Linked DNA regions of Mus musculus: region 2 is linked to region 1. The links are chromatin contacts, called in public HiChIP or PLAC-seq maps. All regions are on one chromosome and are shown on one strand. The core of a region is the stretch at or near the end of the contact, and the rest is flanking DNA. Distances in the headings are between cores, read along the strand shown. Region 1 holds the start of Themis2 (thymocyte selection associated family member 2). Region 2 has its middle 29 kb from the start of Eya3.

What was found. HiChIP or PLAC-seq counts read pairs in DNA pulled down with a chosen protein or histone mark.
Region 2: an H3K27ac HiChIP or PLAC-seq map of microglia shows a contact between it and region 1, with 2.8 times the contacts expected there. The contact joins the enhancer-like site here to the promoter of Themis2 in region 1. A contact is called at or near these places in 1 of 484 Hi-C or Micro-C datasets (nephron progenitors), 4 of 115 datasets of contacts at active chromatin or transcription factors (bone marrow-derived macrophages, embryonic stem cells, memory CD8 T cells and 1 more) and 3 of 9 other capture datasets (embryonic stem cells, liver and pancreatic islet).

What each region holds. Positions count from the first base shown.
Region 1 is chr4:132,792,060-132,799,851 of GRCm38.p6, forward strand. Themis2 (thymocyte selection associated family member 2) reads right to left here and starts at 4,305. Exons shown (of 6, transcript NM_001033308.2): 1 at 4,201-4,305; 2 at 419-559. The coding sequence starts at 4,294.
Region 2 is chr4:132,606,376-132,614,167 of GRCm38.p6, forward strand. No RefSeq gene overlaps it. Among named protein-coding and RNA genes, the nearest start is that of Eya3, 29 kb to the right of the region's middle. Within about 2 kb of position 4,671, at least 63 of the 459 cell types and tissues checked have an H3K27ac peak or open chromatin away from gene starts, as enhancers often do. A contact at or near this core is called in bone marrow-derived macrophages, memory CD8 T cells and microglia, where this site is marked.

The sequences.
Region 1 (7,792 bases), core at 3,055-5,554:
CCCTTATAGGATTCAGCCATGTGCCGCACACACATCTGGGTTAGGCAGTGCTGGGGATAGGACCCCGGGACATCGTGTACTGTCATCCTGAGTCCACACACCCAGCTCCCCACAGGACACGAGGGTGTCAGCAGATGTTTGATGAGTGAATGTGTGAGCAAATCCAAAGATCCAAACCTGAAGTCCTAGAAGCAGATGTGATCAGAAGAGGGTGGGACAAGCCAGACTCGGGGCATCCTCAAGATTGCCGTCTGAATATGCCCTTGGCCTTGTGGCTACCTAACAGTAGATATGTCACCCTCATATGCAAAGCCAGGGGGGCGGGCATGCTGCTGAGAGTGGCAAGCCCACCCACGAGTGGCTCAAGACACACCTACAGGAGGCTACAGCACCAGGGGAGGTGGAGTGCGTGCCTTACCTGTGAAATTGGGGTTGAGCTCCAACGTCTGACCCGTCTCTGGATACTCGCACACAACCTTTTGGAGCTGGACATGAGTGACCTTGATTAGGTCCCCGGTGGAGAGGCAGCACTCATTCCCAAAGAGCTCGTAGACGGAACCTGTGGAGACATGGACTCAGTTTCTCCTTTTGGCAAAGGCCTGAGTGGCCTGTACCCTGTTCCGTATAAACTCTACTCAGCTCTTTCTGCTGCCATATATCTTTCTCTCTGCTTCGAAGTACTGGGGTCTGGACTGGGCTCCAAACATACATATCCCCCCTAGTGTAGCCCTCAGGCTTCTTCCTTACTTCTCCCTGCTAAAGGGCAGCTGGCTCAGCCGGCCATCCTCGGACAGCTTCCCCGGTCTTCACTGACCACCACAGGCCTGATGGTGCACTTTCTCCTGGCTCTCCTGGAGTGTGTGCATGGTCAGGGTGGGTCCCTTTCAACATCCTTGCAGCCTCTGGGGGTAGATACCACCCGTGATGAAGTAACTAGCCAGTGACTCCCGACTCCCATATTACAGTTACAAAATCAGGCTCAGGGTAGGTGGGCTTCACATAGATACAGCTCTTCTCACCGCCTGCTTTCTGCTTCAGATGAGTGAGCTGCTCGCGCTCTCGCTCTCTCTCTCTCTCTCTCTCTCTCTCTTTCTCTCTCTCTCTCTCAGCTGACTCTCCTGTAGTTCAGCTTGTCCTGGATCTCTTTCTACTAAGACTGATGTTGAACTGCGGATCCTCCTGCCTCTACCTCCAGAGTGCTCGAAGGCAGGTGTACGCCACCATGCCGAATTCTTTGTGGTACCGGGATTCAACTCCAGGGTTTCATGCATGCGAGATGCACTGGACCAATTGAGCTACAACACCCCCCCCCCCCCCCCGTCCCGATGAGTCACTTTTAGCTTCTGTTTTTAAAATGTTTATCTTGAATGCATTCCACAGCATAGGTGTGAAAGTCAGGACAACTCTTGGAAGGGAGTTCTTTCCTTCCACCCTGTGGGATCCAGGGATTGGTCTCAGGTTGTCTGGACTGGCAGTAACCATGCCTACCAGCTAGCTCACTCCGCCCGCCATTCTGGTGAGCTGTTTTTTTTTTTTTTTTTTAAAGATTTATTTATTTATTATATGTAAGTACACTGTAGCTGTCTTCAAACACTCCAGAAGAGGGAGTCAGATCTTGTTACGGATGGTTGTGAGCCACCATGTGGTTGCTGGGATTTGAACTCTGGACCTTCGGAAGAGCAGTCGGGTGCTCTTACCCACTGAGCCATCTCACCAGCCCCTGGTGAGCTGTTCTTAAGAGGATGTAGAGGAGATTGAGGCTCTGAGCACCACCTCCAAGTTCAGCAGCCACTTGCTTGATGCAAAGTGCTAAAGCCTTAAAGAACACTAGAAGCTAAGCAATAGAGATCTCACAGTGCTGTGTGCCCAGGGTCTGTGTCCAGTGGCAGAGGATGGGAAACCGCAGGTGGCAGGACCTTTTGACCACCTGGAGCCCCTCTCCCAGGGAGAGCTTTTGGAGAGCTGCTCACAGGGTCAGGAGAAACTGGTGTCAACCTCAACCTAACCCCTCAGGAAAGTGCACACAGTTGCTCGGAGGTGGACCTCGAAGAAGAGGAGCTTGTTAGCCATGGAGTTATATATACCTGGCCCTGTGCTGAGTGTGACTGGCACTTCACTGCCCTGAGGACGCGTGACTGCCCTTCCGGAACGGGCCAGCAGTTTCCCTTTTCTAAAAAAATATCAACAGCAGTTTCTCCTTCCTAAAAGTGATAGCTCAGAGAGGTGGCGTCAGCTCCTCCAATGATTGGTAAAGAGGAAGGGTAGGAACTCAGGCTCACCCTTGGCTGAACAGGGAGTGCCGGGTCAGCCTCAAAATGAACAGAAAAGAGCCAGCAAGATATCGTAAAGACCCTTCCCTTCCTAAGTCCCACATGGTGGAGGAAGAAGAAAACAAAAGTCCTGTGACCTTCACATTCATACCGTGACACATGCGTGCCCCCCCATCAATCAATCAATCAATCAGTCAATCAATGTAAACAAAGGCTCGGAAGACCAGCTGTGGTGGTACATATCTGTAACCACAGAACTCTTACTCTGGAGAAGTCTGAACTACACAAGAAGAATTTGTCTTAAACGGAAAGAAAGAAAAATGCTAAGGATCTTAGCTAAGAACTAGCTAGAGTGTTAGTAGTCTAGGATGTAAGATGGCCCAGGTCCCATCTGCAGCAGGGCAGGTAATGTGGGGGTGGGAGGAGGGGGAGGTGAGGGTGGCTGGAGGCAGAACATGGGGTATCAACCTCCAAAACTGGAATCCCATGTGGTCAGGAATTCTACCACACCTTGCCCCATAGGGTCATCTACCTTCCCGTTCACCTCATTTGCATACCGACACTCTGTGACATCCGTCTGTCCTCACGTCACCCCAAGTCCTTCCACTTCCCATCACCCCAGGTCATAGCAGATGAGGAAACTCGGGTATTGTGACACAGGTAAGCAAGAGACGCTGGGAGGATGTTCTGAGCTGGAGAAAAGAATGACCAGGCTCCCAGAGTCCCACTTCAGGGACCCATCAGATTCCGATGGACCAGAGAGACTCACTGTGGTGGCCCTTGTGTGATCCTCCTAGGTCAGTCTATAACCCGCTTGGCCATCAGAACACTTTGCTGGCAGCTGCTGTGGCAGAGCCTGGCTCGCTCACTCCAGGGAGTAGAATGAAGCAGGCATCCATGAGACAGCTTGCTGTCTGAGGGAGGAGCCCTGAATCTCAGCATCTCCCTCCACTCTCGCCTCTGCCCTCCACAGAGCAGCCCGGTCGGTCCCTTTTCTTCCCTCCCTTACCCAAGTGGTCAGTCCCTGGTCACATGTTATTTGGCCAGTAACTGGTGGCTGTGTCCTGATATGGCCATCTCTTCTCTGCTATGGGTTGCGGAAAGCCATGGGCAAGGAGCAAATGTACAGGCAAAAAGCGGGGAAGGATCCCCCTGGTAGGAGGACCACTCCATCTGAGAATCCAGCAGAGGAACAGAGAGACTCAGAGGCAAGGAGCAGAGAGTTCAGCGGGAGGGCTGATCTGGTGCTAAAATAACGAACTGGAATATATCTTAGTGGTGAGAGCTCAGGGTCCTGGGTTGGATCCTTGCAGAAAGGGAAAGAAGATAATAAAAGAGAACGGAGGGAGGGAGCAAGAAAGAAAAATGAACAGTGAACCAGGCATGGCAAATTCAGGCAGAGGCAGACGGATCGCTGCAAACTTAAGGCCAGCCTGGGCTACAAAACAAGGTCCTCTCAGAACAACCCCAATAACGACAGTGAGCACCCTAGTGCCTGTCTGAAACGATGGACGAGTTATCCCCACTTATTTGTCCATTTATTGTTATAATTGTTCTTGTTGCTTGAGACAGGATTTCCTAGGCTGTTCAGATCGCTCCTGCCTAGCTGCCACACAATTTCTGTTAGCATTACCGAGGAGCCTCAGTTGAGAAAAAGCCTGAGTTAAACTCAGGACTTCTCATCACCCATGGGACAAAAGCTGAAGAGCAGGGAGGTGGCGCCTTTTGGTGCGGATTCATAAAACTTCGGACAGCAGCGTCTGAACTCAACCCCAGATCCCTCAGGGTCTAACTCTGTAGCCCAAACTGACCTGCAATCACTTTATAGAACAGGCTAGCTTCGAACTCATCCTCCCGCCACAGCTCCCCAGTGTTGGCATTACAGGCATGACCCATCATACCTAGCTCCTTCCACCCAGAGCCCGCTCACCCTCAAAGTAGACTCCGGAGCAGACCCGCAGCACGCGCGGAAGGGAGGTGGGGTCCAGGCCGCTCACAAAGTCCTGCAGCGGCACCGGCTCCATGGTCGCGTTCCGACTAGATTTGCTCAGACTGATCGGCAGCTTGCAGAGGACAGTCCGGAAGCCACGCCCACCGAGGCCACGCCCCTCAGGTCGGGAGCCCTACAGGGTTCTCTGAAGCGCCCCGAACTCTTGAATGGGGACTTTATTTCCCCTGACCTGTCTCTTCATCTCTAAAATTGAATCTTTTCTTAAGGTTTCTAATGTGATAAAACACCATGACCAAAAGCAACTTGGGGAGGGAAGGGTTTATTATCTTACAACTCTGGGATCACAGAGGTTAGTCAGAACAGAAACTCCGGACAGATAGAGAGAGATAAAGGGACTGGGACTGGTACAAGCCATAAAGAAACACAGCTTACTGGTTTGCTCAGTTTGCTTTCTTACACAACTCAGGACCACCTGCCCAGGGTTGGCACTACCTACACCCTATGGGCTGGGCCCACCCACACCAATCATAAGTGGAGAAAATGCACTACAGGCTTGCCTACAAGCAGTCTGATGGAGGCATTTCTCAACAGAGGTTCCCAGATAATTCTAACTTGGGTCAAATTGACCAAAGAACAACCAGGACAATTCCCACACCTTTCTTTACTTGGCTCCATCGAACAGATCTAACATCAAGACTTGATAATTTTTTTTTTTTTTTTTTTTGAGACAGGGTTTCTCTGTATAGCCCTGGCTGTCCTGGAACTCACTTTGTAGACCAGGCTGGCCTCGAAGTCAGAAATCCGCCTGCCTCTGCCTCCTGAGTGCTGGGATTAAAGGCGTGTGCAGTTACACCTGGCAAGACTTGATAATTTGATACCCAGAGGTCTGGTGTGTGTGTGTGTGTGTGTGTGTGTGTGTGTGTGTGTGTGTGTGTATGTATGTGTGTGTGTGTGTGTGAGAGAGAGAGAGAGACAGAGAGAGAGACAGAGACACAGAGAGACAAAGACACAGAGACACAGAGACACAGACACAGACACAGAGACATAGAGACAGACCCGAGACAGAGACAGACAGAGAGAGTATCCCTTAGCACAAATTGTACTTAAATTACTGTGTAGCTGAAGATGACCTTGAACTTCTGATCTTCCTTCTTCCACCATCTAAAATGAGTGTGGTCACACACACTTTATTAGATGCTGAGGACTAAACCTAGGGCTTCATGGATTCAAAGCAAACACTCTACTAAGTGAGCTGCATCCTCTGCCTTGTTTTGGGTTTTTGAGGCAGGATTTCACATAATCCACTGTGTAGCTGAGAATGGCTTCCTTAGACTCCTGATGCTCTTGATGCCTCCTCCTGCCAGGTTCTGGAATAACAGGCATGTACCATTTAACTACCTCAGACCATGAAGATGTTGAACAGATAAAAACGATCCCACTTCCCCAGCTGAGATGTGCCCCCAGATGCCTCTTCCACAGTACTCCAAGTTCAAACAAGGTACACAGCTCCCTAGTGTAGTTGGGGTCTCTTAGGACATACACACCCTTACCCTTTGGGTCTGAGGAAGAAGACATGCCTTGTCTATCCCCAGATACACCTCTGTCTGGACACCTCTAGTGATGCAGAGATGGCTACCGATCTCTCTAGGACACTCAAGTCCTCTGATATAGGTAAGTAAAAATGGTGCCGTGGCACAGGCTGTGATCCCAGCACTTGAGAGGCTCAGGATTCAAGTCATCCCTGGGTTACAAAGAACATGGTCGTCATGAGAGCCTAGCTTAAAAACGGAATGCAGTTTCTCCTAATGCCTTGTCTTCTGTTTTCGGAAATAAGATGAAATGGAAACTGACTTCCTTGTGGCTGAAAAAAAAAATGTGTAAGTAGAAAAACAGAAGTTCTCATGGCTCCAGGGAACCCTGGTGGTGAAGGGCTGTCTACTGTCTCTCAACTGTTTTCTAGACCTTTCCATGATGGATTGAATATTTTTCATATTAACAGGTACTGTGAACAGCTCACCAAGGGTCACTGGACATGGAGGAGATCACCAGGAATACCTCCATCTTCACAGCACTACTGCAGGGGTGGAAGAGGAGAGGCAGGGAGGGGGATGAAACGATGAGGGAGCACAAGAGAGGAGGAGAGGAAGGAAGAAAGGGAGGAAGGGAAAACAAAGAAGGCGGAGGAAGGGAGGAGGCTCCTGCACTCAGGGATGCTTAGGGAACTGTGAAGCTGAGAACACAGGATTTCTGGGGGCTTATCCTGTTGTCTTTTTTTTTTTTTTTAAGATTTACTTATTATAGCCGGGCATGGTGGCTCATGCCTTTAATCCCAGCACTCAGGAGGCAGAGGCAGGCAGATTTCTGTATTCGAGGCCAGCCTGGTCTACAAAGTGAGTTCCAGGACAGCCAGGGCTATATAGATAAACCCTGTCTCGAAAAAAAAAAGATTTATTTATTATTATAGATAATATTATATTATTACACTGTTGCCATCTCCAGACACACTAGAAGAGGGCATCAAATCTCATTACAGGTGGTTGTGAGCCACCATGTGTTGCTGGGATTTGAACTCGGGACCTTCGGTGGAGCAGTCAGTGCTCTTACCTGCTGAGCCATCTCTCCAGCCCCCTCCTGTTGTCTTTATATTCTTATTCTTTTTTTTTTAAAGATTTATTTATTTATTATATGTAAGTACACTGTAGCTGTCCTCAGATACTCCAGAAGAGGGCATCAGATTGCATTAAGGATGATTGTGAGCCACCATGTGGTTGCTGGGATTTGAACTCTGGACCTTCGGAAGAGCAGTCGGGTGCTCTTACCCACTGAGCCATCTCACCAGCCCTAGATTCTTATTATTATTATTATTATTATTATTATTATTAATTTATTTATTTGTTTATTTTGTTTTCTTTGAGACAGGGTTTCTCTGTGTAGCACTGGCTGTCCTGGAACTTACTCTGTAGACCAGACTCACCTCAAATTCAGAAATCTGCCTGCCTCTGCCTCCCGAGTGCTGGGATTAAAGGCCTGTGCTACTACTGCCCAGCCTTTTAATTATTTTTAAATCATTTTGTATTTTATTTTATAATTTTTGAGATGAACTTTGTTGCTCAGGCTGGCCAGAAGCCTCAGTCTTCTAAGTACTGGGATTATAGGCGTGTGCCACCATATTCAGCTCCAGCTTTACTTTTAAAAAAAAATTGAAGAAGGGGCTGGAGAGATGGCTCAGTGGTTAAGAGCACTGACTGCTCTTCCAGAGGTCCTGAGCTCAATTCCCAGCAAGCACATGGTGGCTCACAACCATCTGTAATGGGATCTGATGCCCTTCTGGTGTGTCTGGAAACAGCTGCAGTGTGCTCATATAAATAAAAATAAGTAAATCTTTAAAAAAAAATTGGCTGGGCAGTGATGGCACATGTCTTTAATCCCAGCACTTGGAAGGCAGAGGCAGGTGGATTTCTGAGTTTGAGGCCAGCCTGGTCTATAGAGTGAGTTCCAAGACAGCCAGGGCTACACAGAGAAACCCTGTCTCAAAAAAAAAAAAAAATCCAAAATAAACTGAAAACTGAAA
Region 2 (7,792 bases), core at 3,421-5,920, 190 kb before region 1:
TTGTGAGTCTATGCCAATGCCTGACAAATACAGAAGTGGATGCTCACAGTCATCTATTGGATGGAACACAGTGTCCTTAATGAAGGAGCTAGAGAAAGTACCCAAGGAGCTAAAGGGGTCTGCAACCCTATAGGAGGAACAACGATATGAACTAACCAGTTACCCCCCACCTACCCTAGAGCTGTGTCTCTAGTTGCATATGTAGCAGAGGATGGCCTAGTCAGCCATAAGTGGGAGGAAAGGCCCTTGGTATTGCGAAGATTATATGCCCCAGTACAAGGGAATGCCAGGGCCAGGAAGCAGGAGTGGGTGGGTTGGGGAGCAGGGTGGTGGTGGGGGGCAGGGAGGCTATAGGGGGCTTTGGGGATAGCATTTGAAATGTAAATGAAGAAAATATCTAATAAAAAATTAGCCAGCTAGGCAGTGGTGGTGCACACCTTTAATCCCAGCACTTGGGAGGCAGAGGCAGGTAGATTTCTGAATTCGAGGCTAGCCTGGTCTACAGAGTGAGTTCCAGGACAGCCAGGGCTACACAGAGAAACCCTGTCTCGGGGGGGGGGGGGGGAAAGCTGCACCTCTGCACAGAACCTCTCAGTGACTCCTCAGCGGACCTGAGTCTTTCCAAGTTCCTCACCGACCCTCTGGAGATCTGCTTGTTCCTAACCTTTTCCTCCCTCTCCACCTCCATCCCTCCCTTATCCCTGCTTAAGGGCCGAGGCTTCTTTCTTGCTGGTGCATGACTGTAGTTCATGACTTCCACCTCAGGGACTTGACCCTCTTCATGCCCATGCTCTTGAGTCTTCAGAACACACCTCAGCACCCAGTGGAAAAATCCCTTCCCTTCTGGAAACCCAGAGTCAGATCTGGCAGTCTTCCTAATGCCATGTCTGCTCAATTCATCACAGTGTAACGAGTAAGATAAATAAGCTACAAAGAAAGAGAGAAAGAAAGGAAGAAAAGAAAGAAAGAGAGAGAAAGAGCTACCTTTTCAACCATCTCTGTCTCCTCACTCTGTTTTGAAAGCATGTATGGCACTCCTTCCTTCCTGAAATAATAGCAATAATTCTTTTTTTAAAAGATTTATTTATTCATTATATGTAAGTACACTGTAGCTGTCTTCAGACACCCCAGAAAAGGGCATCAGATCTCATTACAGATGGTTGTGAGTCATCATGTGGTTGCTGGGATTTGAACTCAGGACCTTCAGAAGAGCAGTCAGTGCTCTTACCAGCTGAGCCATCTCTCCAGCCCCAATAGCAACAATTTGTAGTTGTGAGACTGGGTCTTGATGGCCTTAGACGTGTGATGATCCTCCTGCCTTAGCTCCCACCTGCTGGTGTCACAGATGCCGCCGCTGTGTCTGCCTGCAACTGTGACTTCTGTTTCCTCTTTAGTGCCTATTCCTTGATACACCGTAGGTCTCCTGGGAGCAGGAAGCTTCTCCTTTGGTGTACCTGTATCTTGACCGCGAACTTGGGAAGACAGTCGATACATTTGTTGAGTGAATTGGAAGCGCTTTAGGATCAGCTGTGGTTTGTCTCCTAGGAGGCCTGGTCTCGAGTGTGGTAAGAGCTGGGAAAGATTTATGAAAAGGGTGTTGGATGCCCTGGAACTGGAGTCAGAGATGGTCTCTGAGCCACGAACTGGACCTGAGCATTCTGCTTTAGCCCCTGAGCCATTTCTCCAGCCCTCTTGTTGGCGTTTGAGAGAATGAGTTGCTTTCAAAGAGCAAGCCTATAGTCCCTGGATTTCTCTGCTTTGGGATCAGGAGAATTAGCTGTGTATGTTATTGAGTAGTGGTCATCTCTGAGGTTTATGAACCAGGGCTGGGGAGGTGGCTTAGCTGGTAAAGTGCTTGCCTCGTGTGCATGGATAAGCCAGCTATGGTGGAGAATGCCTGGAATCCCAGCACTACCGTGCTGAAGACTGGGATCTCAAGGTTACATGCTGAGTTTGAAGCCAGCGTGAGCTACACATGATCCAGTTTCTAAAATTAGAAAATGAAAGGGTTGGGGATGGGAGGAGGGGGTCATGTGAGTGATCTGGTCTCATCATGTGAACTCTCCCTCCCTCTCTCATCAGGAGGTGACTCAGGCAAGGGGGGCCTTTGCCATAGGCTGAACTGATGGGGCCGTCTGATCTTAGCCTTATAGCCTTCTGGTCTGTGAGCTAAGCAAGCTGTCTTTATAAATCCTCACCCTCAAAGATTGATTTTATTTTATACACATGTGTGTGTGTGTGTGTGTGTGTGTGTGTGTGTGTGTGTGTGAGAGAGAGAGAGAGAGAGAGAGAGAGAGACAGAGAGACAGAGAGACAGAGAGGTGTGTGTGTGAGAGAGAGGTGTGTTTGTGTGTGTGTGTGTGTGAGAGAGAGAGATGTGTGTGTGTGTGTGTGTGAGAGAGAGACAGAGACAGAGAAACAGAGAGAGAGAGAGAGAGAGAGAGAGATGCCAGTGGAGGCTAGAAGGCACTGGATCCCATAGAGCTGGAGCTACAGGTTGTAGTTAGTCACTTGACCTGGGTGATGAGAACTGAACTTGGTCCTCTGTAAGAGCAGAAAGTGCTCTTAACCCCTGGACCATCTCTCCAGCCCCACACTCAGATATTCTGTGACAATGACAGAAAATGGACTAGAACTGACATCCGAGGCTAAAGTTTCTCTGCCTGTCTTCCTCCAAGCCTCTGGTGTTTCATGTTCTCTATAACTCTGTTTCATGATCCTCTCTCTGCCTTGAGAGATGCACAGTCGTGTAACACAAAAGGCTGCCCCAGCCTGAGGTGTGTCACCTCCCAGCTCCCCGTGACCTGTTAACAGTCCCAGAAAATGAATTCTAGGTTCCTGGGAAAGAGACTTTTGCTGCTCTGACTTGGTTGAGGATCCACTCTGGTCCATTTAGCTATGGATGGAGACGTCTGGAGCTCACATTTGTTGGAAAGAGAGCATGGTTGGCAGGCTGCCTCCATTTGTGGGTCACCATGCCTGAGTTAGGGTTTCGTTGCTGTGAAGAGACACCATGGCCAAGGCAACTCTTATAAGGACAACATTTAGCTGAGCTGTCTTACAAGTTCAGAGGTTCAGTCCATCATCATCATAGCAGGAAACACGGCAGCTGTCCAGGCAGGAGTTGAGAGTTCTACATCTTCATCCAAAGGAAGCCAGGAGCAGACTTTCCTCAGGCAGCTAGGAGCTCAAAGCTAGGTGCCTCAAAGCCCACCACAACAGTGACATACTTCCCCCAACAAGGCCATACCTCCTAATAGTGCCACTTCATGGGTCAAGCATATTCAAACCACAGCACACACCTTGAGGGCAGGGCCTGTTCCTGGGCAGTGGGGGGTTCACTACTAGGTTTCAGTGGTCATCTTGAGCAGTTTACATCTTGATCTGTAGAGCTCAAACAGTATGTGGGGTGTAAAATAATTACAAATATTACTATTTATTGAACCTTATGTCAAGCATAATTCTGAAAAATTTCTAAGTACCAACTCAGTCTTAAAAGTCTCAACCATCCAGTGACATAGGTCTCTTTTATTCCACTTAACAGATGAGGATGTGGAGTGATTACTAATGGCAGAGGCAGGATGCTAACAAGATCTCTAGCTGCAGAGCCAGGGATTGTAGCTCAGTTGATAGAGCGCTTGCCTAGCACACATGAAGGCCTGGGTTTGATTCCTAGAATCTCATAGACCAGACATAGGCCCAGCACTCAAGAGGCTGAGGCAGAAGGACCCAAAGTCCATCATCATTGGCTACATATGGAGTTCAGGCTTATCTAAGCTACTGGAGGCTGTCTCACAAACAAACAACAATAAAGAAAGAAAGGAAGGAAGGGAGAAAGAAAGAAAGAAAGAAAGAAAGAAAGAAAGAAGAAAGAAAGAAAAAAGAAAAAAGAAAGGAAGGAAGGAAGAAAAAAGAAAGAAAGGAAGAAGAAAGAGAGAGAAAGAAAGGTGGGAAGGAAGAAAGGAAAAGAGAGAAAGAAAGGAAGGAAGGAAGAGAAAGACAGAAAGAGAAAGAAAGAGGTAGGAAGAAAGGAAGGGAGAAAGGGAGGGAGGAAGGGAGGAAGGGAGGAAGGGAGGGAGGAAAGAAGGACTTTGGACTTTGACTCATGGCTTAGTTCTCTCTGACAAGCTGGTCAGATGGTTCTACAGTAAAGGTGCTTGTTGCCCAGGCCTGACAAACCAAGTTTAGTCCCTGGAATCCACATGGTGGAAATAGAACCAACTCCAGCAAGCTGTCCTCTGACTTGCATACACATCAACACAGGTGGGCACACACGGAAACACACAAAAGAAATAAATGTAATAAAAAATTTAACTCCTCCTTACAATGAGGCAAATTATGTTCAGAAAGATAATGACGTGTGTCCTGGGGCTGCAAAATAGCAATGCTTTGATTGCAACAGTCCTGCAACCATCAGACCACACTTCCTTTGTTACTGCTATGATTGTTCCCTGAATTCTAGGGATCCAATCCAGGGCCTCCTGGATGTTAAACAAGTGTTCTTGCACCGGTCCATTTACTACTGTTTAAAAAGTAGTTTTACTGATACACAGTTTGCATACTATTTAATTGACACATTAAAAGCACACAATTCAATGCATTCTAGGACAGTCACAGGGGTGTTCACCATTCATCACTGTGGTCAAGTTACTCACTGTGTTTTTATGAGTAAGATAACTCAGGGCTGGAAAGATGGCTCAGCCTTAAAGTGTTTGCCGTGTGATTGTCAGGAGGAGAGTTCAGATCCCCAGAACCCCATATAAGCGCCACTAGGTGAGGCAGTCAATCTAGCCTCAGAAAGCAGAGCCTGGAACCTCAGAGGAAGCTGGCTAGCAGGACTCACCACATCAAGGAACTCTGGGATTGATTGAGAGACCTTGCCCCAGTGAATACGATGGAAGAATGGAGCTATCAGGACATTAGCCCCAGGCATCCACACGCGTGGCACACACCTGTGCCCAGATACAAAACCTGGAAAAAGGAAAAAAGATAACTCTTCCTCCCAAGAGGGGAAGTTCTGGAGAGAGTGTCGCTGTAGCCCACTGTCCCAACCAGTGTGACAATGTCTCTGGAAAGCCCCACTGTGGGCAGAGCTGATGACGGTGTGGCAGAGCTGTGAAGGGGAAGGAGGTGGGGGACAGGGGAGTGAGAAAGTCCCCATCAGAAAAAGGATCAGAGCTGAAACTCCGGTTTCCCCTGCTTACGTAAGCAATTTCTCCTTCATTGCAGTGTACGGGTCTCTCCGTTGCCTCCACAGTGCTTATGGCCTCAGCGGGAAACACCTCCTCCTCTAGGAGGTCTTCCTTGATTTCTCCTCCCAGATTGTGGTAAGTGTCGCTCCATGGTGCCTCCACTCACCTTTCATTATCAGAGCTGTGCAGTATCTGTCTACGGTGGCCTCTCTGATCCACATCTGTCCTCTCAGTGGAGAAATGGAGAGACTGATTTAGGCTCTGTCACCTTCCCGCTCTGCAATCCGTGGGAGGCACGGAGCAGGCCTTCCAGAAATTCTAATCCCTCTACTCCCTCTACTCCCCTGTGTCCTCAAGAGAACCGCTGTCAGGCACCGGGCTGGGACCTTGGTCCCTCGCTCTATGGTCAGCTACGGATGCTTGGCCTGTCTCCCTATGGGAAGTCCTTCCTCCACAACCAGTCTGTGCTTTAGACCCCAGATTCCAACAGAATGCAGAGGATCAGAGCCAGGTCAACCAAGTAGGCATTCATTTGGGTCCAGGAGGGATCAAGGGTTGGGGCTGAGAGGCCCACCACGGTATTTGTTACAAGGATAGGAAATAAAAACCTTGCTTTCTCTCTCTTCCCCTCCCCCCCTCCTCTCTCCCTTGTTCTTTCCCCTACCTCATCTCTCCACAGCGTGGTAGATGAGCCTTGTGCTAGCTGGATTGCATCCCCGGGTCTAAATCTTTGTTCTTAAACATTAGAAAAAAAGAAAGAGGCAAAAATATGAAATGTCTAAATTTGTTGTTTGCATTTTGGTTTTTAAACCCTGGCTGGCCCAGAGCTCACTATGTAGCCTAGGCTAGATTCAGATTCACCCTGGCTGGCCCAGAGCTCACTATGTAGCCTAGGCTAGATTCAGATTCACCCTGGCTGGCCCAGAGCTCACTATGTAGCCTAGGCTAGATTCAGATTCACCCTGGCTGGCCCAGAGCTCACTATGTAGCCTAGGCTAGATTCAGATTCACCCTGGCTGGCCCAGAGCTCACTATGTAGCCTAGGCTAGATTCAGATTCATAGAGATCCATTTGCTTCTGCCTCCCTAAGTTGTTGTTGTTGTTGTTTAAACAAAATTAAAATCTTGGGTTCATTCCTGTTTGGTTTTGTAAATGAAAGAGAATTATATATAACAACGAATCCTGCTTTAGGCAAACTGCTGACAACGTTTAAACATTTTAAACAATGTAAAAACATTTTACTGCTATACAAATCATAGTCGTTCCAGTGTAAGTTTATATATATATATATACACACACACACACATACATATATATAATACATATTCACATACGCTTAAATACTTTTTTAAAATAAAAATCTATTTATTTATTTATTTATTTATTTAGGTTTTTCGAGACAGGGTTTCTCTTTATAGCTCTGGCTGTCTTGGAACTCACTTTGTAGACCAGGCTGGCCTCGAACTCAGAAATCCGCCTGCCTCTGCCTCCCGAGTGCTGGGATTAAAGGCGTGCGCCACCACGCCCGGCACTTAAATACTATTTATTTGAGACATAATTCATATATCAGAAAGCTCACTTCTTTGAAGCAGTGGGGCCAGTGACTGCTAGTACACAGGTTTATGGGGTACCATTGCTGCTGTTTAACTTCAGAGTGTTCTGAGCACTTCCAGAGTAACCCATAAAGGACTCTGTCTACTCCCGAATCCCTCTTCCTGCTGCCTCTGAGAATCATTCTCTTGTATTTATTATTTATCTCTGTGTGTTTCTGTTACACTCATATGTGCCACTGTGTGTGTGTCTTGAAATCAGCAGGTGACTGTGGGATTTGGGTCTCTGTTTCTTCCATATGGGTCCCGGAGATCGAACCCAGGTCGTGGAATTTGGCAGCAGGAGCCTCTGCTCACTGAGCTCTGTAACTCCTCCCTGGAGCCGTGAGTCTCACCAGTCTCGGGAAAGTGCTCAGATGTTCACCAGCAAGGATGGTGGATTTTAGTAGAGCATCGTTATCAGCATGGGAAAGGGAGGACTTCCTTCCATCCCTAAGCAGCCATTTTTCATCTTGAAAGGGTGTTATATTTTATCAAATGTTTCTGGTGTGACTACTGAGTAAATCACGCCTTTGCCTTCAATTTTATGCATGTGGTCTAGTACATTCATTATTCTGCAAATATTAACATAACGGTTTTAATATGTTTCATGTTGATGTGTTACATTCCCCCTCTTGAGATATAGACTTACTATGTTGCTCAGGCTATCCCCAAACTGGAGATCCTTCAGACTCTCAATTGAGGGCATTATAGGTAGACTGCTTGACCATATTGTTCTGTAAATTCAAGTAGACCCGGTGTTAGGAACTGGAGAGATGACTCAGCTGTTAAGTGCGAGCCCTGGAGCTAGTGAGTTGGCTCAGGGGGTAAGAACACTGACTGCTCTTCCAAAGGTCCTGAGTTCAAATCCCAGCAACCACATGGTGGCTCACAACCACCTGTAATGAGATCTGATGCCCTCTTCTGGCAAGTCTGAAGACAGCTACAGTGTACTTATGTATAATAATAATAAATGAATCTTTGGGCCAGAGCAAGCAGGGATTGAGTGAG